Regions from separate parts of the Sus scrofa genome. Here region 2 is linked to region 1. The links are chromatin contacts, called in public Hi-C maps. All regions are on one chromosome and are shown on one strand. Each heading gives the region's core, a stretch centred on a gene start, on an enhancer-like site or on the middle of the called end of the contact. The rest is flanking DNA. Distances are from core to core; before and after follow the strand shown.

Evidence for each region. Hi-C and Micro-C count contacts between places; a contact is called where the count stands out from the background.
Region 2: a contact with region 1 is called in a Hi-C map of retroperitoneal adipose tissue, with 1.7 times the contacts expected there. The contact joins the promoter of CCDC102A here to the promoter of POLR2C in region 1. A contact is called at or near these places in 3 of 5 promoter capture datasets (fetal liver, liver and skeletal muscle), 17 of 47 Hi-C or Micro-C datasets (brain, embryonic fibroblasts, epiblast stem cells and 9 more) and 1 of 2 datasets of contacts at active chromatin or transcription factors (skeletal muscle).

What each region holds. Positions count from the first base shown.
Region 1 is chr6:19,392,119-19,398,340 of Sscrofa11.1, forward strand. POLR2C (DNA-directed RNA polymerase II subunit RPB3) reads left to right here and starts at 1,451. Exons shown (of 9, transcript XM_003355801.4): 1 at 1,451-1,635; 2 at 1,819-1,868; 3 at 3,070-3,138; 4 at 3,289-3,341; 5 at 6,118-6,222. The coding sequence starts at 1,550.
Region 2 is chr6:19,452,292-19,459,388 of Sscrofa11.1, forward strand. CCDC102A (coiled-coil domain-containing protein 102A) reads right to left here and starts at 4,704. Exons shown (of 9, transcript XM_013988526.2): 1 at 4,555-4,704. ADGRG5 (adhesion G-protein coupled receptor G5) reads left to right here and starts at 4,259. Exons shown (of 18, transcript XR_002344544.1): 1 at 4,259-4,611; 2 at 5,321-5,432.

The DNA of each region.
Region 1 (6,222 bases), core at 201-2,700:
GAGATGACACAGGCTGTGGAGCAGGGACCCCCTCAGTGCTCTTCCTTTCTCTCCTCTGTAGGAGATTACTCTTCTTCTGCCCCCTAAATGCTGTCACCTGCCAAGTTCTATTTTAGGGCTTCTCTGTGTGAGCTCCTGCCACCTTTTTGAGGCCTATTCAAACTTCTCTCTAGGGGGACTGTTTAGGGGACTTGCATAATTCTTTGTCGTACATTGCCCCTGGGTGACACACACTGCCAGGCACTGGAGATGCAGAGATGAAGAGATCATAACCCACCCACCTCCGCAGAACTGGAGGTGATAGGTTGAAGAGAACTGCATCTTCCTGCAGTGTCAAAAGTGCATGATCCAGACTTAGGAGTGGAAGGGAAAGGGTATAAACCTATCACTCAAGCAAATTTTGCTAAGTACATGTAAAGTATTGTCATCCCTCAGTCTTTTGGGCTTTTGGTTCTAGAACTCCCCCGTCCCCTCTCAAAATCTGGATGCTCAATTCTTTTATATAAAATGGCATAAGATTTGCATATAATCCACACACATCCACATAATTCAAATCATCTCTAGATTGCTTATAGTACTTAATACAATGTTTAATGTTATGTAAATATTTGCTGGGTGTGAGCAAATTTTTAAGTTTTGCTTTTTTGGAACTCTATGGACTTTTTTTTTTCTTTCAGTCTTCTTGAAGAACCCTTGGATAGGGAGGACTGACTGTCTTTTTGTTCCTCCATCAGTGTACAAACCTCATTAAAAGACATTATTGTTGGGAGTTCCCATTGTGGCTCAGTGGGTTAAGAACCTGACTAGTATCCATGAGGACTCAGGTTTGATTCCTGGCCTCCGTGGGTGGGTTAAGTATCCGGTGTTGCTATGGTTGTGGCATAGGCTGGCAGCTGCAGTGCCAATTCAACCCCTAGCTCGGAAACTTCCATGTGCCATAGGTGCACCCCTAAAAAGGAGAAAGAAAAAAATATATATAGTTAAAGGCCTTTTGTTGTCAGTGCAGTGGCTCAGGTTGCTGCTGTGTCATGGGTTTGATCCCTGGCCCAGGAACTTTCACATGCCAACCCCCCCTACCCCCCCAAAACCCCCCAAAACCCCCAAACAACCTACCCCAAAAACACTGTTATAGTATTCCTATGTATATTTAACCAGGTCTGTGTCAGTGGGCAATCCGTTTTATTTATCGTTTTTTGTTATAGTGCTGCAATGAACATCCTTGTACATGTATCTTTGCTTACAACTGCACGCACTTCTCATATGAATTTCTAGAAGTGTTTCTGTGGAGTCAAGGGCGTGTGCATGTTTTACTAAGTCGCCTTCTAAATGGTTGAACCTGGTGCCTTTTGAAGTAGGTTGAGGGTAGAAAACGTCGGAGCAGCCTGGCCTCCGAGCAGCAGGCGGCGCTCTGAGCGTGTCTCTGCGGAAGCGGCGGGACCGCGCTGAACGACTTCCGGTGGCGGCGTAGGCGCAGGCGCAGGCGCAGGCGCAGGCGCAGGGGCGCGAGCAGCAGAACCGACCCCCAAGGCCCCGCGAGCAGTCTGGCGCGATGCCGTATGCCAACCAGCCAACCGTGCGGATCACCGAGCTCACCGACGAGAATGTCAAGTTCATTATCGAGAATACGGACCTGGCGTAAGGGTGCTGAGGGAAGGGGCTGGCGGCTTCAGAGTGCCCGGGGCCTCGGCTCTGGAGGGGCGGGGGTCTGTCTTTCTTGAACTGGCCCCGGAGCCGGGGCTTTTGCTTTGGGAGCCGTGGGGCGCGGGGCCGGCTGTCGAGTCTGCGGTGCCCACGCGCCGCTTGGTTTTCATTCCTTAGGGTGGCGAATTCTATCCGGAGGGTCTTCATCGCTGAGGTGCCCATAATAGGTAAGCGGCCCTCGCCTCCTCGTGGTCAGGGCCACCAGTTCCCCCACCTCCCCATACCTTGGCGTTCCTGACTCCAGCCTTGTTTGGGGCCCAGGGTGGGGGCGCTGCGAAAACAGCAATGCTGGAGACTTGATCGGACCCCGTGCTCTTGCCCCAGGGCCACTGTGGCCCCTTCCCTGGCTCCCACGGGCCACTCAGTTCCACTCTTCGAGGTAAAGAGCACAGGTTCAGGAGTTTGCAGACTTGAGGTCGAATACTGTCTTTGTGAAACTTAGGCAAGTTATCAAACTGTGCTGCAATTTCCTCTTAACATTCGGACGCTAATAGTAGTTATCAGGGTGACGTCAAGGATTAAGTGGGGTAATCTCTATTAATTGCCTTGTATTTAGTGAGTGCTCAGTACCGGTAAATATCTTTTTATGAATCTGTTCCATCCACTGAGTTTACAGAGCTTATAAGTACCAGGCAGTGGTGCGAGGCACTGGGAATGCAATCAGTCTGGTCATTATACCATAAATTGTGATATGGGGTTCCCGTCGTGGTGCTGTGGAGACGATTCCGACTAGTAACCATGAGGTTGTGGGTTCGATCCCTGGCCTCCATCAGTGGGTCGGGGATCTGGCATTTCGGTGAGCTGTGGTGTAGGTCTCAGACAGGGCTCGGATCCTGAGTAGCTGTGACTGTGGCATAGGCTGGCAGCTGTAGCTCTGATTCAACCCCTAGCCTGGGAACTTCCATATGCTGCAGAGGTGGCCCTAAAAATCAGAGGGGGAGAAAAAGCACTATGGATCATAAGTCTGTGTTGTTTTTGTGAGATTTGTTTAACTTTGAGGTGTTCAAATAGTTTGTGTTCTTGGATTTGGTGATGGCATGAATGGTAGACTAGAGTGCTTCCCACAGAAATAGTCAACTCAGAGAAACACCTTTCTGTAGTAGTCTACAAGTCGCTGTTTTTCTGGGTGGTGTAGGGTACTCCCTGTATCAGATCCACCTGAGCATGTTGGCATGTGGTTCTTGTTAAAGTGTAGCTTCCTGGGCCCCCCTCTAGAGCTGCAGAATCAGTCTCTGGCAGCCTGGCCTTGGTGTCTGCAATGTGGTAAGCATTAGATAATTTTTAAATCTGAAGAACCACTGTTCTTAAGCCTTCAGGTGAATTTGGTGGCTAAACTGCATATCTGCTCTGCTTCCTTTATTTCTTTAGCAATTGACTGGGTTCAGATTGATGCCAATTCCTCAGTCCTTCACGACGAGTTCATTGCTCACAGGCTTGGTGAGTGCTGGGTTTGGGAAGTTAAAGGGCAGGGCAGTGGGGCTCTGCCGGTTTCAGGGGAGGAAGTCTCCTCACTCCCAAGGGGACTGCTGGCTTTTCCTTTGGCTTGGCCCCTTGACCTTGTTTAAACTGCTTCTCTCTGTCTTCCAGGATTAATCCCCCTCACTAGTGACGACATTGTGGACAAGCTGCAGTACTCCCGGGTATGCTGTGTGATTGCTTGGGAGGTCGGGGGTCAGGAATCGAGAGAAGCAGGGAACTCACGTTCTCAAAGGGATTTTTCCTGACACCTTGCTTGCAGCTTTTAGAAAGACAGTGTGGAGATGTTGTCCAGAGCCCAGGGCAGGCTATGTTCTTAAAATCTCATGGGGCCTCAGATTGACGAGGCTCCAGGGGCATCAAGGGGTTTTGAGAGCCCGCCACACAAGAGTGGATATACACCTGGATGCCCACTTATACACAACAGGTGGAGCTGTTCCTCCTCAGCGTCTGATCTGTTCACATTCTGCTTTCCACAGCATCTCTTCCCAGGGGCAGGGTCTTAGGAGGCCAAAGGGCGGCAGCAGAAGGTTAGTGGGTGTGGACAGGGAGCAGAGGGGGTGAGAACTGTCCCACAGAGGAGCACACGAGGGACTGGGGTGCTGATGTCTGCCAGCTTTATGCCTTACTCCTAGGTTTTGCTAATTAAACATGGCTCCCTTCCTCTAGAGCCCTGTTTCTGCTCCTGTGATGTGATAACAGGCTTAGAACTAGGGAGAGGGCAGGAAAGGATTAGGTTACCTGCATCTTTTCACCAGAGCTGCATTAGGTAACAGACTCTTCCTTCTTGATGGCAATTCTAGTATTCCCAGGGGTGTGGTTTTTTTTTTTTTTTTTTTTTTGGTGGCTAATTTTGTAAATTTATGGTTGTTTTTTTTTTTTTTTTTTTTTGTCTTTTTGCCTTTTCTAGGGCTGCTCCTGTGGAACATGGAGGTTCCCAGGCTAGGGGTCTAGTCAGAGCTGTAGCCGCTGGCCTACACCACAGCCACAGCAACACAGGATCCGAGCTGCGTCTGCGACCTACACCATAGCTCATGGCAACGCCGGATCCTTAACCCCCTGAGCAAGGCCAGGGATCAAACTTGCAACCTCATGGTTCCTAGTCGGATTCATTAACCACTGAGCCACGAGGGGATCTCCTATGTATTTTTAAATATTCAAACACACAGCAGAGTGTGAAGCAAATGTAACATAGTCATGCTCCCTCCAAAGCACTTGTCACATTTTTCACACCATTTTGTTGCTTCACATCTCCAGATTTTTGTTTTTAAGAAGTAGAGCATCACATGTACTGGTGGGGACATTTGTACAACCAATTGAAGAGCAATTTGTCAACATCTTATATAAAGATATGAATCCCCTTATGACCTACAAATTCCATTGAATTTCATTTTTTGTAGTATTACATTTACTGAACAAAGATGGTATGGGGTTTTTTTGTTTGTTTCTGAAAAGCTATAGAAAGGTTGAAGATAGACTACTTATTCTCTTTTCACCTATAATTTCCAGTTGTCAATATTTTGCTACTTGCTTTATTCTTCATATGTTATTTTTTCTCTTCTTCTGAGAGAATGTTGCAGATATCGTGACACTTTTCCCCTAATTACATCAACATTCATGTCCTAAAAATAAGGTATTTTCCTGTGTAGGCACACTGTCATCATGCCTAAGAAATTTAGCGTTGGAAGTTCCCTTGCGACAGCCTGACCAGTATCCATGAGGACACAGTTCCATCCCTGGCCTCGCTCAGTGGGTTAAGGATCTGGTGTTGCTGTGAGCTGTGGTGTAGGTCACTGACATGGATTCTGAGCTGCTGTGGCTGTGGTGTAAACCAGCAGCTGTAGCTCCACTTCAACCCCTAGCCTGGAAACTTCCGCCACGGGTGCGGCCCTAAAAAGCCAAAAAAAAGAGAAATCTAGCATTGATTTGTACTATCAATATACAGTCCAAATTCAGATTTTCCAAGTTATCCTCAAAATGTCCTAACTGGTTTTTGTCTGTGGGTCTGTGATCCAATCAAGATTGCATTTAGTTATTATACCTTTTTATTCTCTTGATCTCTCAGACTCCTTTTTTTATTATACTTTTTTTTTTTTTGAGATTGAATACTTTTAATTTCATATTCCTAAGAATGATGCAGTCTTGAGGGCCTAGGCTGTCTTCCTGCCTCAGCAGTGTGTGATTGCAAATTGACCAGGTGTGGGCCCTAGTTCTTCCTCATTGTCTTGAAAACAACAAAAAGTAGGTTGGATTTTCTTCACTGGTAGGAAGTGGGAAGGTTTGCTTGATTACATTCTAGTAACTCTTTTTGCCTGAGGTTAAATGGTAGCAGCTCGTCTCTAACACGGGAATGTTTAAGAATCAGTGTAAAGAATGGCACACTTGAAAGTTAATGAAGCTGAGTGATGGTTACATAGTGACAGTCTCTTAAGTCTTCTCTGCTTCTGTGAATGTATGAAAATTTCCATAAATTCATACATTACCTGTGACTTTTTTTTTAGAGAAGGTCTGTAGTCTGGAACTTAAAAGATAGATTTTTTCTTGTTCCCTGGATTATTTCCTTTTAAATGGTGATGGCTTTCCTAAGCCAGTCACTTAGCTTATGGGACACAGAGCTGTGCAGGATGAAAGCTGCCTCCTCTCTCAGTGCCTTGGTTCTAGAAGAAGAGTGCTCTGAGGGTAGGGTGAGATGTTAGTGCATCTCCTGGTGGTGGCCTGGTGTTGCGCGGGGGGTAGACACAGCTGTCTCTGAGCTGGGACGAGCCTGCCCTTGAGCAGCCCGAGAATGGCGTGTGGGATGGACACAGCCCACGGGAGCCTGGAGGCTGTGCTCTGCCCTCTCCCAGGGAAGGACCTTAAGGGACGGGGTGTTAGAAGCAGGGAGCCAGGCCGGGATTCGCCATCTCTCTAGACTCACTCCTGCCTCTCTTCCTGCCTCAGGACTGCACTTGTGAGGAGTTCTGCCCCGAGTGCTCGGTGGAGTTCACCCTCGATGTGCGGTGCAACGAAGACCAGACGCGTCACGTCACATCCCGAGACCTCATC
Region 2 (7,097 bases), core at 3,454-5,953, 63 kb after region 1:
CCCTTAGCGTCCCAGTTTCTCAAAGCTGCGCAGTGATCCTACTATGTTTCTCTAGGCCATTTGCTGTTTGTTGACTGTCTGCCTTCGCTAAGCAGCAGCTCTGGGCCCAGCTCTGTCACCCACCTCATGTAAACCACGGCCCCACACTGGGCTTTGGTTTCACCGCCTACGGAACTGGGGTGAGGGAGGCCCGTGCTACTAGATCGCGCGGTCCTTCGGATTCACCTGGACACCTGTCTAAATGCAGTTTCTGGGCCTCACCCCTTAGAGGTGAGGGGCTGGGAATCTGCATCTTAACCGTCCAAGTTTGGGACATGTGAGTAAGTGGTGATGCCTTGTCACCACCGGTAGTTCCATACACACAAATGTTTATGTCTCAGACCCATAACACCTGCACAAAGTTATGTGCCAGACACAGCCAGACGGACCCAGGTTCCAGCCCCCCGTACCCCTTGACTCCCCAAGGGATCCCTGGCCCACTCAGAGCTCTCTGTGACTCAGTCTCCCCACCTGTGCAATGAGATGGCTGGCTTGGACCCCTGGACCCAGACACAGGTGCAGACACACTATCGATTCCACACACAGAAACACTGATTCAAAGCCAGGGGCAGACACACGGCATCCTCAGAGATGCCCCCTGCTCACACACACAGCTGTACATATACACAGAGAGATGCTCACCTACAGACTCACAGACACCCCTGAAGACACACATGTGCCAACCCAGACGGATACACATGGAGACACGCAAAGATACAAACTCCTCCCGCAGACAAGCAGATGCTCACACTCACATACACACACAAACACACATACGGACATTCACACTCCTCTCCCGTTTTCCTGGCCCAGCTCCACATGGCGAAGCTCTCGGAAAAGAAAAACAATGTGAGAGCCTGCGGGGGAGGGGAAGGAGACAGGAAATCCGAGTGCCAGCAGGGGCCAGAGAATGGGTGGGGGGTAAGGAGGGGGTCCTCTGGGTGGGCCCCCATGTGCTGGGCCTTTCCTGTGGCCCCTAAACTGACAGGGTGGCAGGGAGGGGGCCACTGTCATATCCTCTCTGCCTCTGGGATCTGCCAGGCCTGGCATGGGGCTTGGCAGGGAGGGGGTGGCCCGCTCCTTCCAGGAATCCCAAGCTTGTCGCGCAGGGGCAGGGCGGGCGCCACCCAGGCCCCTAATGGCTTCCAGGCGCCTACGCTAAAGGCAGGGGTGGGCTCTAGACTCAACTCCAGTTCCCCTCCCAGCAGCCTGGCCCTGCCCCTTCTGGGGGTCGGGGAGGAGGATGAGGAACAGTGGGGACAGGGGGGCTCTGCACAGCTCTCCTGCAGGCCCAGGGTCCCCTGAAAGATGTGTGTGTGCACATGTGTGGGAAAGGATGGGGGTGCAGGTCCCAAGGTTGGCTTTCTGGAGACGCCTATCCCCAGCATACCAGGAACCCTGCGCACACATTCAAGGGCAGCTAGACTTTGCCTAGCAACACCTCTCCTCAGCCCCAAGCCCACCCCACCCACATAACACAGCCTTGGGGACACACACACACACACACACACACACACAGCTCTGGTAATGTATACTCTCACCAAGAGTCGGCTGCAACGCAGAGGTCCTGCCTGCAGTTGCAGAGACAGGCTCCAGCTGCCCTACCCCTCCTGCCCCATCCCCACCAGGCTCAGTGCCTTCTGCCCTGGGGTGTGCATATGTGTATGGGGTGGCCTGATTCCCGCAGGATGACACCACCCCTCGAGGGGTTAGGTGGAGGAGGGACCAGCCTCCACAGGCCCACAGAGCCTTTCCCAGCCACCCACCGTCCCCTCTCCTGCCTCCCACCAGCCAGACGGGTCTATTCCTGCTCAAACCCTTAGGGTTTCTGCTCAGGCTGTTCCCCCCACTTGGAATGCCCGCTTCAGACCCTGAAACCCCACCCATCCTTCAAGCTCAGTTTCATCACCTTCAGGAAACACCTTGATCCCCTCAGCCCCACTCTCTATCCAGGAATCATAGTTCCACAACCTTCCACAGCCAGATCTGGCCAGCTGCCCCCTCTCTTCCTTGCAGCACAGGCTTCTCCCGACCCAGGCAGGACACATGCCACCCAGAGCCACTAGGACCCAGGCAGAACACGTGCCACCCAGAGCCACAAGGACAGGCCCTGCAGGCAGGATTTGCTCAAAGTTGGTGGGTGGGGTGGAGAGCAGAAGGCTGAACTATGACTTCGCATCCCCTTAGCTGGGCAGCAGGAATGAGTAGGAAGGACTCAGAGTTCTTGAACCCTAGGCCGACAGCAATCCTCACTGCTCCAGGCAGCAGCTGGCCACTCATAAGACAGAAACTAAAATGTTTTGGTCTGATATTTGCCTCTGGCTAGATCCTCATCACCCCTGTTCACAGAAAGTGACCAGTGGTTCCTGCTGCTTGTGGACCTGTTTGGAATGTCTCTTCTTTCTCTAGCAGCAAACTCCTACACATCCTTCAAGACCCACCTTTGGTTACCCCTCCTCTGGGAAGCCTTCCCTGATCTTGTACACAGAGTATGTTAATGCTCTCAAAGCACTGGCACCTCCCTAGTCTTCAGCAATGGCCACACTGTAAAGTCCACAGGGCATCTTGGTCTCACTGGCTGTCAGCACACACATGCTTCCCAGACTGATGGATGAAAAATGGACAGTTAGGAGTTCCCTAAACCCAGGGAGAGCTGAGCCATCCTAAGGATCAGGAGTCGCTTTGTGACCAGGCTTTGAGACAGATAAGTGTCTGAGTCTGTCTGTGGCCGAAGTCAGAGTTAGAGGTCATCTCATGGCCAGGTCAAAGGTCAGACCTCCTATCTGAGGATGCCTAAGTGGCTCACACAGGGACCACTTTGTTTGGTTCTTAGCATGTTCAGATGACTCTCAATTGTTACGAGAGGAGGAAGCAAAGCTAAGGCCTGGATGGGCCCTAGCTGAGGGGCCTGGGGGGCATACCTGGCCGTTCTCTGCCCTTCAGCTCAGAAAACCTCCTATGTCCTCCCAGAACCTTTCAGGTGGGGCTCTGGGGCTGGCTTGTGGCCACAGGCCAGGCTGTGGGCAGGGAGCAGAGCCCGGCAGGAAACCACAGAGGACAGCCTGATTGGATAAGTGCAGGGTCCAAGGCTGGTCAGCCCACAGACTGTGGGCGCCTGTCCCTCCGACCTGCTGCCCAGGCTTCAGCCACTGCACCTCCAGGAGAGGACTGAGAGGGAGGGAGGGCTGCAAGTGGGCCTGCAGGTTGAACCTGAGCCTGGGGGGTGGGGGGAAGCAACCCCTGGCATGTACTCAGATAATCCCATCTTAGAAAAGCCACAGATATCCTATATCACTGATGAGAACTCCTTTCTTTACAGATGGGCCCACCGAGGCCCAGAGGTACAGCTCCTTGCCCACATCCACAGAGAGGACCAGTGCTGGTGGGGCGCTAGAGGGCTGGGACTGGATGCCCCCCCTCCCTGGTCATGATCACCTGAAGGGCAAGAGGCCCCTGGGAGCACCTACCTACATGATGGGGTCCTCAGGCATCAGGCCAAGCAGCCACGCTGAGCTGGGAGAGATTGAGAGACTTTCACTGGGCAGACCCCAGCCCCGGCCTCTGAACTACTCTTGAACAGAGTGGACTTCCCATGAGTCCCAGCTCCGCCTCTTTTGCTCTGTGACACGGGCAGGTCCGTGCCCCCTCTGGACCTGTTTCCTTACTTTTAGGACGGCGAGAGGCACTAACGAGACACCGAAAAGTTTTGTCCAACAAGCGGGCAGAACCTGCCAACGCGAACTAATTCGACCTCCACAACAGTCCTACATAACCCACACTTAAGATCGAAAAACCGAAGCCCCTGGTGGGGAAGGTGCTGGCTGGACATCACTCCTGTTCGTACCACCGGAACGGTGAGGCCACCAACGCCCACTCTCTTCTCCTTGTTCTTAGCCATCGCTCCACCTGCCCCAACACTTTACAGAAATTCCCTTTCTGCCCTCCCACAACCGCGAGCCGCCTTAACCCTCACTTGGTCGCCTGGTCCCCAGCAGCCCCGCTCCGCCAAGCGGTGGAGAGCGGGAGGAGGGTCTCCCGGCCGGGGCGACGCGGTCCCGCCTACCCCACCTCGCGGCCCCCCATTGGCAGCCGCCGCGGGCCGGGGGCAGGGGTGCCTCGCTCCGATTGGCCCACGCCGCCCGTCCATCCCGCACTCGCCATGGTGACCACGTTGGGTCCCCGGGAGAGTTCCAAATTCCGCCCCGCCCGCCACCGCCCCCCTCCCGTCTGGCCCCGGCCCGCGGCGTCCCGAAGGCCGCCCTGCCCTCCCCCGACCTCCCGCAGTTCCTTCACCCCTGAGGCCCGGGGCCCAGGAGAGGGGGAAACCCGGGAAGGGAGTCAGAAAGTTTTGTTGGGAGTTTGAGGCTTGCTGCGGACGCGGGAGCTCTCGCTGCTCCGCTCTCCTCCAGCACGCCCCCCAACTTAACCCCTTCCCTCCCGCAGTAGGTTCGCGGCCTGGAGGGAGTTCCCGGGACGCGTTGGCTCTCAGGCCCCTGCACTGCTAACCCCGCTCACCTCGGCCGGGGACCCGCGGGCTCCGGACGTCCGACCCGCCGCGGCTGGGCGGAGCGGGTACGGGGCTTACTGCGGCGGCCGCCGCCGGGAGGGCCGAGGGAGGGCCGCGGAGTCTCCTCCTCCCTCCCGGGGGGAGGGGAGGGAAAGGAGACGGCGGGGTGGGGGCGGGGGCGGTGGGGCCCCCGGAGGGTTGCGACCCCACTCTGACCCTGGCCGGCAGAGTGGGTGGGGTGGGGGAGCCCCCGCCTAACTTTCGGGTGAGGGGCCCGGGCGGAGCCGGTGGGATCAGCGCTGAGCGGGCCGGACCCCGACAGAGGCCCCACCCCCGCATGGAGGGCTGGGGGTGAGGGGACGGAAGGCAGGGTCTGGAGGCCCCCAAGGGGCTCGGCTTTCCCGCCTCAGGTTTCCTGAGCGTCAGTGACGTACTGGGCGCCCAGCAGCAGGAGTGGGCACCCTCTGTCCCCGGCTCAGCACGTGGAGTGTGTTTATCAAGTGTTCACTTTTGTTACCTGCAAACTTCCCAGGGCCACTCTGCCACCGAGTGGAGGTGCGGCAACCAGTCCCTGCCCCTCCTCTGGCCTAAGTTTACCCTTTTTACAACCTAAAGGTTGACCAAAGTAGCTTCACGCGTGTTGAGAAGCGTAGCGGGGCCCTTGGTGCGCCTGGCGGAGATTTTCTAGGATGTGCTGGGGTGCTTCCTGCCCCGGGCGGGGCTGCAGCGGGCGGGGTGGTCCGGGCAATTACCTTCACGCGCCCTTGCCTGCAGCTACGCGCCCCTTTTGGAGCTTCCTCCCTTGGGAGTGGGTGTCTGCGGTTTTGGTGTGAGGAGAAGACTGGCGCTCTCTTTACCACATCCTGTGCCCTGGATGGCCGCTGAGGTGAATCTGGCTAAAAAGGGGACTAGAAATTCGCAGATCACAGAGGGAACCTTGCCTTATAGGGCCTTTACATGAAAGAAGAAACAAAAAATGATGAAGATAAATGAGTTTGAATCCATACCTAACAATAAGGGTATAGCTCTTTATTGCCCTTCCCAAGCTATGGGGCAATAAAATACTGAGTTTTTTTTTTTACAAATTGAAGGTTTGTGGCAACCCTGTCTAGAGCGAGTCCATTGACATCAACATGTCTGTCACATTTTTTGTTTTCTTTTTCTTTTTAGGGCTGCACCCTCGGCATGTAGAAGTTTCCAGGCTAGGGGTCGAATAGGAGCTGTAGCTGCCCACCTACACCGCAGCCACAGCAATGTGGGAATCCTTAACCCACTGAGTGAGCCCAGGGATCGAACCCTTGTCCTCAGGGCTGCTAGTTGGGTTTGTTACCGCTGGGCCACAGTGGAAACTCCTCTCCATGTCACATTTGGATAATCCTCAAAGTATTTCAAACCTTCCACCAGCAGAAAGATTAGGACTCACTGAAGGCTCAGATGATAGCATTTTTTAGTAGTAAAGATTTTTAAATTAAGCTGTATACACTTTTTTTAGACAATGTTATTGCACACTTACTAAGCTACAGTATAGTGAAAACATAATTTTTGCATGTGCTGGGAAAACAAAGAAATTCATGTGATTAGATTTATTGTGTATTTGAATTAATGCTGCGACTTGGAACTGAAACTGAAATATCCCTGAGGTTATGCCTGTATTTGGATTATGAGTGCATGCATACATTAGAATAAATGAAGAACTGGCTCTTTGCAGTAAGAGGATCTTTTTTTGTTTGTTTGTTTTTGTTTTTTAGGCCCGCCCCCGTGGCATATGGGGGTTCCCAGGCTAGGGGTTGAATTGGAGCTATAGCCGCCAGCCTTCGCCACAGCCACAGCAACGCAGGATCCAAGTCGAGTCTTCAACCTACACCACAGCTCACGGCCATGCCGGATCCTTAACTCACTGAACGAGGCCAGGGATCGAACCTGTGTCCTCGTGGATGCTAGTCAGATTCCTTAACTGCTGATCCACGATGGGAACGCCAAGAGGATCATTTTGGCGAAAATATTTGAGGATTTCGTACCTCAGGCTCACTCTGAATTCCTTGGTAGTCAAACAAGTCTTTCTAGAAGTTCCTGGTCATTTCTCTTGACAGAAGTTCTCTTCCTCTGGTCAGCTGCTGCTCTATTTCCATGGCATCACTTCCATCCACTTCATGAAATCCCACACTTTTTGTGAGATCTGCAGTTTCACTCATCACCGTTTACTTTGTATTCACATGGTTAAATGTTGATGGCCTTTGGCCATCAGGTAGAGAGAGATTTTGGCAGGGCTCTGTGGTGTTTGAGAGGGAACTGATCTGTACTTGTGGTGGCTTACTGTGTACCTGGGGCCTGTGAGAGTCAGATACTGAGTACTCAGAGGACTGGAATATCTCTTTAAAATTTGAGGAAATACTCAGCCAGCCTCTTGGCTCAGAGTTACTCAAAGTTTGACAGCCAGTAAAGACAGCCATGGCCCAAGAGCCTAGAGTTCTTTCCCGGAGTTTCTGGAGTTGGGGCTAGGGATGGAGAAGGTGGAGGAGGCTGAGCTGGTGGTGAACCTAAGCTCCTATGA